Linked DNA regions of Pan troglodytes: region 2 is linked to region 1. Evidence: chromatin contacts called from public Hi-C data. All regions are on one chromosome and are shown on one strand. The core of a region is the stretch at or near the end of the contact, and the rest is flanking DNA. Distances in the headings are between cores, read along the strand shown. Region 1 holds the start of PLS3 (plastin 3). Region 2 overlaps PLS3 (plastin 3).

What was found. Hi-C and Micro-C count contacts between places; a contact is called where the count stands out from the background.
Region 2: a Hi-C map of stem cell-derived neural progenitor cells shows a contact between it and region 1, with 4 times the contacts expected there. The contact joins the enhancer-like site here to the promoter of PLS3 in region 1. A contact is called at or near these places in 3 of 7 Hi-C or Micro-C datasets (blood, induced pluripotent stem cells and stem cell-derived neural progenitor cells).

The regions. Positions count from the first base shown.
Region 1 is chrX:113,038,797-113,043,368 of NHGRI_mPanTro3-v2.0_pri, reverse strand. It overlaps PLS3 (plastin 3), which reads right to left and starts at 2,741. Exons shown (of 16, transcript XM_016943366.4): 1 at 2,549-2,741.
Region 2 is chrX:113,127,913-113,132,484 of NHGRI_mPanTro3-v2.0_pri, reverse strand. PLS3 (plastin 3) reads right to left here. Exons shown (of 16, transcript XM_016943366.4): 16 at 2,322-3,565. The coding sequence ends at 3,433. Among named protein-coding and RNA genes, the nearest start is that of PLS3, 90 kb to the right of the region's middle. Within about 2 kb of position 2,349, at least 5 of the 24 cell types and tissues checked have an H3K27ac peak or open chromatin away from gene starts, as enhancers often do. A contact at or near this core is called in induced pluripotent stem cells and stem cell-derived neural progenitor cells, where this site is marked.

The sequences.
Region 1 (4,572 bases), core at 1,492-3,991:
CATTTCCAGCTCATCTGTGCCACAAGGCTAGCCTTGGGGTCAGAACAATGTGCTTTAAGGTTGTTCTAGTTTTCAGGCTCAGAAACGGATGAACAGCAAGAAACTGGAGTGCTCCAGTCATTCAGAGGCTGCTGCAGGAGACAAAGGGTTTTTGGCAAAAGAATACAAAGTCAGAATCTCTTAAATATCTTCTGCCCTAGTTGTTTTCAAGACTGAATATGCATCAACCAGGTCCGTTTTTTCTTTTTTTTTTTTTCAGATAAGCAAAGCTTTTAAACTCCTGACCTCAGAGGCTCCTCTGCCTCTCTTCTATACTCTGTAATATATAATCTGAATAGCCAAATTGCCACGTTTTCCCAGAAGCAACCTTAACTTGGGCCACTTGGGCGGGTATAGGTCAATATGGGAAAGTTGTTTCAGTGTCCTCTCATTATTCTACCAAACCACTGACAGGCAAAAACCCAACCAACTCGATGTATCAAATTTACTATCCACTGTTTTTGTGCATGATTTCTAATCCAGTTAATTCAAAACCACAAATAACTGGTGGTTAATTTTAGTCAAGGGGTTATCTACTACCTTTAAGTAGTTGCCTAAAATAGGGAACAGTTCAATTAGAATATAGGCCAGACCAAGGAAGATGAACAGAGCCTTACTTTTTAACACTATCTTGTGGGATTTAGCTTCAAATCTAGTATTCAGGGACAAAATGAGGCATGAGTAAAAGGATGACTTCCCTAGAAAATAATTAGTAAGATGTTTTTTAAATTTAGAAAAACCATGAGATTGAAGAACAGAGGAGATACATGTCCCAACTCACATATATTTCAATCCCTTATTTTAAAAACAGCTCCTGTTTTTGTTTTGGATAAAAGCTGAGCACCAAATTCCCTTTCTGGTCCCCTCATCCAAAATCCTAGTAGACTTCCTTGATTAGAAGCTAGTTCACACTCCTCCCCACCTTTTTTTTTTCAAACGTAGAGGTGGTTTTTGGAATATGGGCCTCAACCATTACATTCCAGCTTTAAAGTAAAAAGACGTCATGTGACCATCAGAGACTTGGGGCACGTGATTCCAACTGGTATGTGTGGGGCTCCAGCCACTTAGTTGGAATTCACCATGAACTGCATCTCGAGGATCAAGTTTAGGCTCCCCAGTCCATTGTGACATCCAGCAAAGTGGAGTAAGTGCTTGCCCCTCAATGGTTTTTACTTTTCCCTACATTTTCTACCTACTGTTAGCCAGGCTCCCTTCCCTCCTCCCAATCCCTCTTAACAGGCCGGGCGCCCCCAGCATCCCGTCTGTCTGACGCTAAATGGCGAGGCTCTCCAACCCACTTAGCTCCAAGCTCAACCTTCTGCAAAAGTTCAACCTTCTGCACCACTGGGGATATCGTGCAGCTCAGGTGAGAGGCAAGGAGCATCGCATAAGACTAGAGTCAGATGCCATTAACCCCCACTCCACCTCCCGGGCTGGGATCATCTTACGTCCCGGAGCCCGGCGGTCGGAACCGCCAGCACACTGGAGCAGCGACGGCGGCAGCAACTTTGGGACTGGCGAGAAGCCAGGGCGGGGGTGGTCGGCGTCCCCGGGCCTCTCATTACAGCGCTTAAGTACTGCGGGTGGAGAAAAGTAAACACAGGCAAGTGCAGCTGTGCGGGGAAAGGGCGGGGGGGTAGAATATTACCTCCCTCCCGTCGCCCCTTTGCCTCTCCCTCTCCAAGAGTCGGGAGAGGTCCGGGACTGCCGCCGCCCCGACCGCGCGCCCGGGGCCGCAAAGTCAAAGGAGCTGAAAAAAGGACAGGGGGTGTGGGGCCAGGGGAGAACGGAAAGGCACTGTCCTACTAGCCCAGAGATGTTCTCCTACTGAAAGGAAAAAAAGTGCTTACTCATAGGGAGACTAGGTGCGTTCGCGACGCCCTCGCTAAGGACAAGGGAGGGAAGCAGGCAGAAGGCAGGCAACCCAAACCTCGTGCCTTCCCTCGGCCACAGCGCCCCCTCTCCAGAGCCCCAGGGTCGGCTTAAGCCAGCCAGGTCACCCGAGGCGGGCGTGTGGGGGCTGGAGGAGTAGCAGGCTGCTGGCTCCGGGATTTCCTGAGTCCGGGCGGGAGGGAAGGGGGGATGGCAGTAGCTGGAGAAGGACGACAGAGGGAAGTTGTGCGCTCCCTTTCCACTTCGGGGCCGCAGCCGCGGAGGGGAATCAGGGCAAGGGCTGGCGTCTAGGACTCCAGCCCAAGACTGGCAACAAGTTAAGAGCAACTAGTAAGAAAACACCACTTAATACAGTGAAGTGCAGAAAACGTGTCTGCGGCAGATGCTAGTAGGGAAACTCCCCGTCACTCACACCCATTTCGGTTGCGACCGATCGCCCGGGCGCCCGAGGGCTCCAACTGAAATTTATCCGACCTCCCTCTCCCCCAACCCCCGCCCCACGGTGCGCCGCACGTTCCTGCTGAGCTTAACCGAGATGCTCTCCCCGGGACCCACTCCTGCCCACGCCCAGGAAACCCGCTCCCCTAGTGCCCGCCGGCGCCTACAAAGCACTTACGTAAAGTCGCAGAGTCCTGGGTCTGGCCCGACTGCCGCCGACCAACGCACTCAGACAACTTCTGCACCTCGGAATCTTTGCAGCTGTGGCTCTAAAGCCAGCGCTCCCTCCCCTCCTGCCAGCCCCCTCCGCCCCTCGGCCGCCGCCATTGGCTCGGGTGGTGCTAGCAGTCGGCCTGGGAACCAGGAAGGGGATTGGGCCACGAGCCTGTCACATCAACTGGGTGGGGATCCAGGAAAATAGGCACGGGGATGGGCACCCAGGAGGGATAGGGACTGCAACTCTGCTGCAGGGAGAGGAGAATGGTCCCCAGCGCCTGAGTCTCCCCTTCCTACTTGGGCTAAGAAGAAGTTAGAAGTCCAACGTGCCTGGCTCGGAGTACACATTCACACAATCTTGTGGGATTAATAAAAAGATGAAAAAGTTGGGAACAAGAATTTGAATGCCACCTATATAAGTCTATGGGGGAGGGGTACAGTTTCTCCCAGAATCGTGAGAAGAATAACGGCATGTTGGGGAACATTCCTAATTACATCTGCAACAATCAGTCCAGGTGCCAAAGGGTGCAGAGGGAAACATCAGCAATCATTCCTTTCCTTAAGAAGTCAAGGGAGAAGAATATGGGCAGGGCAGGGCCCTCAAGCCTTTGGCCTCATGCCAAGTAAATTGTTAGCCCACATCACCTGGCTGGTATGTTTGTCCATGCGGAGAGGGGTTGAGAGGAGGTGGTTGGAAGTACATTGGTTCCACTCTTTTGACCGGAAATGGGTATCAATTCTCATCAGTCTCCTTTCACCAGAGAAAATTTGGAGACATGTTACTACTCCCCAGACTGCCATTTCTTCTCCTTCTCTGCCCAGGAGATGGCTTCCACGTCATAGCTGACCTCTTTCATTAATACACGTGGAGGTTATCTGCATTCCAAACCTATGGTTCATCGTATATCCAAAATCAACTCAGAGAGCCAGAGTTTGAGGGATTTTGCAGGGTCAGGTCAAGAGACTGACTTGTGGGATAGCTGTAGAAGAAAAAGTCTAAGCCCTTTCCTGTTCCAGTCGTAACCATTTTGTTCAGGAAATGTGTGCTTGGAAAGTTCTGTCAACATTTAAAATTAGTTCAATTAAGTCGCATTTTACATATACCAGGAAAAAACGCTGAGAGGCTTTAAAATGGAATGTTCTTGAAAAGGAACCCCTATTTCATCTGCCATTATGAATTTCCTTAGAGAAATTAATCCGTAGTGAGTGCCAAGGCTTCTTAAAAGGGAAGAACTTGGGGAGTTCATATATTGCCTAAAGGCTAGACTAGCAGAGGACTTGGCACGAGGAAAAAGCCTTGTTAAATATTAATTAATGATTAACCAACTGGAAGAACTTATGAAAGGCACAGGAAGGTGAAAAAGAAATGGGAGGGCAATCATGCTTTCACAAACATTGAATTTCTGTTATGGGAGATTTTCTACTGGTTCAGGTTTGGGCCAGCACAAAAATACTGATTTCAACATGTTGGCGTTGGATTGAACATGGAGTCAGTGCATTGCCACACACATTTACAGTAAGCTCCCAAATGAGATTTCTAGCATTCAGTAATTGGCCAAAGGTTTGGTGTGACTTCTGGAATTCTTTACAAAAAATTTTTAGATACAGGAAATAGGCTTTTTCAGTTTTCTACCTTTTATGGTGTCTGTCGGTCACCGCTGAAGAGCTTCCACCTGCTCTTAAACTTAAAATTACAGACTGAGCAATAGCATGAAGGGACTCTGTAAGCTAAATTTTCCAGTGCAGATATATTTGTCTCAATTACGTTGTATTCAATTTTAGTTTGTTTTTCAAATTCTAGAATTTAAAGTAAAAATATTAAGAATCCTACGTATATGCTATTTACAGTTCCTGTTTTTAATTCAAAAAAGCTTACATTGGTCCAAATGGGGAAGCTCACGCCTGTAATCCAGCACTTTGGGAGGCTGTGCGGTGGGAGGATTGCATGAGGCCAGGAGTTCAAGACCAGCCTGGACGACATAGCAA
Region 2 (4,572 bases), core at 1,100-3,599, 90 kb before region 1:
TCAAGATTAAATAGATAATCTGAATAGCCCCATAACCATTAAAGAAATATCTCCAGGTTTGGACACTTTTACTGGAGACTTGCACCAAACATTTAAATAAAAATTAACGTCATTCTGAGCTTAGATGCAAAAATCCTCAATAAAATATTAGCAAATAAAATTCAACAATGAATAAGAATTATACACTGACCAAGTGGGATTTATTCAGGCATGCAAGGTTTGTTTAATCTTTGGAAACTAATCAATGTAATCCACCGTATCAATAGGGTAAAGAAGAAAATTTTATGATGATATAAATTGATGCAGAAAAAGCATTTGATAAAATCTACCCACCCATTCATGACAAAAATTTAAAAAATCAATCTCTCAGCATATTAGGATAGAGGGGGAATATCATCTTTATTTTCTTTAAGAGATGGAGTCTTGCAGCCCAGTTTAGGATGCAGTGGTTCTACCACAACTCACTGCAGCCTTGATCAACTGAGCTAAGTGATCCTCCTGCCTAAGCTTCCCAAGTAGCTGAGACCACAGGCATGCACCACCATGCTCAGCTAATTTTTTTTTTTTTCGAGATGGAGTTTAGCTCTTTCACCCAGGCTGGAATGCAGTGGCGCAATCTCGGCTCACATCAACTTCTGCCCGCAGTGTTCAAGTGATTCTCCTGCCTAAGCCTCCCGAGTAGCTGGTGGGACACATTATGGTGTCCACCACCATGCCTGGCTAATTTTTGTATTTTTGTAGAGATGGGGTTTCACTATGTTGCCCAGGCTGGTCTCAAACTCCTCATCTCAGGTGATCCACCCACCTTGGTCTCCCAAAGTGTTGGGATTACAAGCTTGAGCCACCGCACCCAGCCTCATGCTTAGCTAACTTTATTATACAGACGGAGTCTCCCTGTGTTGTCCAGGCTGGTCTCAAACTCCTGGCCTCAAGAAATCCTCCTACTTCAGCCTCCCAAAGTGCTGAGGTTACAGGTGTGTGGGGAAAAGATGGGGGATTCACCATGTTGGTAGAGATGGGGATTCACCGTGTTGCCCAGGCTGATCTTGAGCTCCTGAGCTCAGGCAGTCCACCTGCCTCAGCCTTCCAAATTGCTGGGATTACAGTTATGAGCTACTACGCCCAGCAGAATTCTGAATGTGTTGCTAATTTTGGTCCACATTCTTATTTGTTGCAATTAGTTTTTGGAGGAAAAAAATTGTGTGTCAGGTCCACTGCTTTATATGAACACTTAACTATCCCATGGTACACTCCTACAGGCTGTGGGCCCTGTATAGTGAACCACCCAAGAAATCAGCTCCTTTTTTGAAGAAAGGGCCACATGTAATATATCTTTCCTATCTTGTTAAAGAGGCACTTCAAGGCGTTAGGGCTTACAGAGAAGAACCTTTGTACTTCGACGAAGATGAACGTGAATGAGTATGGCAGATTCAAGGCATAAGACAGGTCTTAAGATGTAATTGTCCTTACTTCATCAGTTACCCTAGTATGTTTGCAGATTTGTCTTTTTTTCACTCATAAATCCTATTTTTATATTAAAAGAATTTATAATCTGAGACTGAACTCACTTTTTTAGTTATCTATATTTTGATCTTTTTTATTATACATATATATTTGCAAAAGTAGAGTTGTCAAATATATCCTTTTTTAATTTTATGTCTTGGGAATTCAGGTGATATTTAAAAAGGCCTTTCCATCTCTCAGATTATAAATGCAAAGTATTATATAGTATCTCTATGTAACCAAATCCTCAGTAGACTACACCTTATATTACTCATTCACACAAAGGCTTAAAAGGGCACTGATTGTCCACAAGGGATGATTTTGCCACCCAGGAGACATTTGGTTATGTCTGGAGACAATTTTGGTCAACACCACCGGGCATGTGCTGACATCTAGTGGGTAGAGGCCGGTAATACTGCTAAACCTCCTACAATGCACCCTTCTCCCCACCCCAACAGTTATCCAGCCAAAAATGTCATATATAGATGAGATTGAGAAGATCTACTATGAACCATTTCTCCTCTGTGACTGTTCAGATCCCCACTGTTTCAGGATATGTATGTCATAGAACATTGAAAAGACTGAGGGAGGTGGAAAAGAAAGAAAAAAGCAGGAACTGGATAAAGAAATTTTGGTAAATTGGAGAAAACCCTTTTACTTCATTTGTACTGTCCTTAATTCAGTACCTCTAATTCAGCTCCCAAAACTCAAATTTAACAAACACCATTTTACAGAATACATCAGAAAAACGAAAAGAAAAAAATCCTGACAAACATTGGCATACTTCCTAAGAGACAAAAGCATGAAGAACAGACTAATTATTATGTAAATGCCTTTATTTGAACTACTACATTGCTACCAGATTACATCACTTTTCAGAGTTAGAGTAACATAATACCTTGGAAACTATAGCAAACAGCTTGACAAAGCAAGAGTACATTAATTCCTACATATATACTTTTATTTTTAGTGACCACATTTCTTTGTTTTAGGTGTAAAATTAAAAAATATATTGTACACTTAGCATACTTGGCCTACCAAATCCCGTCTAAGTTCTGAGCACACTCTCTCCTCAAAAGTATCATATTCAACAGCATTTTAAATTTAGAGAGAGAGTTTGATGATACAGGTTTTAAAACAAATAAGCATGTATTGAACCAAGTGATTTAAGACAAAATATTTCAATTGTTTACAGCTTGGGTATGAGAGGGAAGATGCAAATTTAAGGTACATTTTTCTTCTAGCTACGATGTATGTTTTACTTACTTGAAGACCCCTTAAAAAAAGTAGCAAAATCAGCAGTCTTGTTTAATGTAATCAAAATATTCTTAAATGTACAAAAAAGGATCATGTAGAAAGAATACTGTAAAAAGATACTGATCTTAAGAATAAAAGAATAAGAAAAGCTTCTATTACATTCTGCACAGCCAGTTACTTCGGCAAATTTTCAGTACTACAAAGATAAGCAAAGGATACTCATATCCAAATACGCTCTGACCATAGTTCTCGAATAAGAACTAGCATACTGGATGGAAAGCAAAATTACTGTCTAATAATATTCATATCCCATCATCTAAGCGAGTCCCAAGAGAGGGACATTCTAAGAGGGCAAAAGATAACAGAGCAAGAAATAACATACAGCAATGGGAAATGTCAAGGGCAGCATTCTAGGAGGAGAGAGTAAAATGTTTTGGCTATGAGCACATTTCAGGCGTGCCTGACAAATTCAACTCTGACTATGGGAAAGAGGAGTTGTTTTTCTTAAACCCTTTCCCCTGAGGGCTCTCATGATGAGCTAGTCCTGTTAATCAAAATGAAAAGTCCTTTGAATGGCCAAGAGTTCCTTAAGCCATAAGCACTTCACCTGGAAATAGCTGACCTGCGAATCATGCACCTGGGAGCATGGCTGTTTTATTCAGATTGGTTATTTTACACTCTCTTCATTCCCCTGCCCATCAAACATGCAAACACAGTCATGACCATCTTGGGCTTTACTTCCACAAGGTCTTCAGGGAGAGCATACACTCTGGCTCCGATTCTTCTAGCCATTGACACTGCATACCTATTTTAGGGGGAAACAAAATCAGGATGAAATTCTTGTCAGTTAAGGACACCACGTAAGACATCTATTTCCTCATATATAATTATTATGCTGGGATGCAAAAATTCCATATTGATAGTTCCAATTAGAACAGTTTTGCTTTTTGTTTTCTTTTGATTTGGGTTTTGATTTCACTTTGAAGTTACAGTAGGTTTTTAAGCTCTATTATTTGGGGCTAATAATATTTATTCACTCTTTTTCTCCAATGTGAGGTGAGAATTAAGCTTGAAGCACCAACTTTATAATTACCTAGGCTGTCTATACAATCCATGTTAATATTCTCATTGCACACATAATAACACACACTCAAGTCATCTTAGAGATATGAGGTGGAAAATCATGCTAGATGCAAAACCCAAGTTGTTAGGCAGATGCAATGAATACTTCCAAGTATTCATGAGAGGGGAGACAGTCTACATGGTACGTGGACAGAGTGGCTGGACCAAAAACTAGAAAAGGTAGACGAAGGGACAGAAGAACTGAGATGTCCAGGTAGGGAAATTTTCAGGAACACATCTCAACTAATCCGTGAAGTATTTCTAGGTGTGTTGGAACCAGAATCTTTAAAGATAATTAAATCATCGAGTTTCTAGAAAAAGAGATTTCAAGAGTTCTTGATATATTGTGGATATTAGACCTTTGTCATATCTGCTAGAAATATTTTTCAAGGAAAAAAGAAATAATGTGCCTAACTCCAAAGTTTTGCAAGAATGCTTCTTAGCTGTTCGGTAATGCAGGACTGTGGATGGATTTTCAATGTCTAACTAGTAAGGTTTTCATGGGTCACCCATGAAGCCAGGTCACACTCTAGGTCTTTGGTGAAGAAGAAAATAGGCTGGTGGAAAAGACCTTCTGAATATTGTTGAAATGCAAGAAACTTTCAAGGCATAGTCTTCTGTGGAGGGCTAGCAAGCATTCTGTTAATATGGGAACTGACGAAGATAAATTCAATAAATGTAGTAAGAATG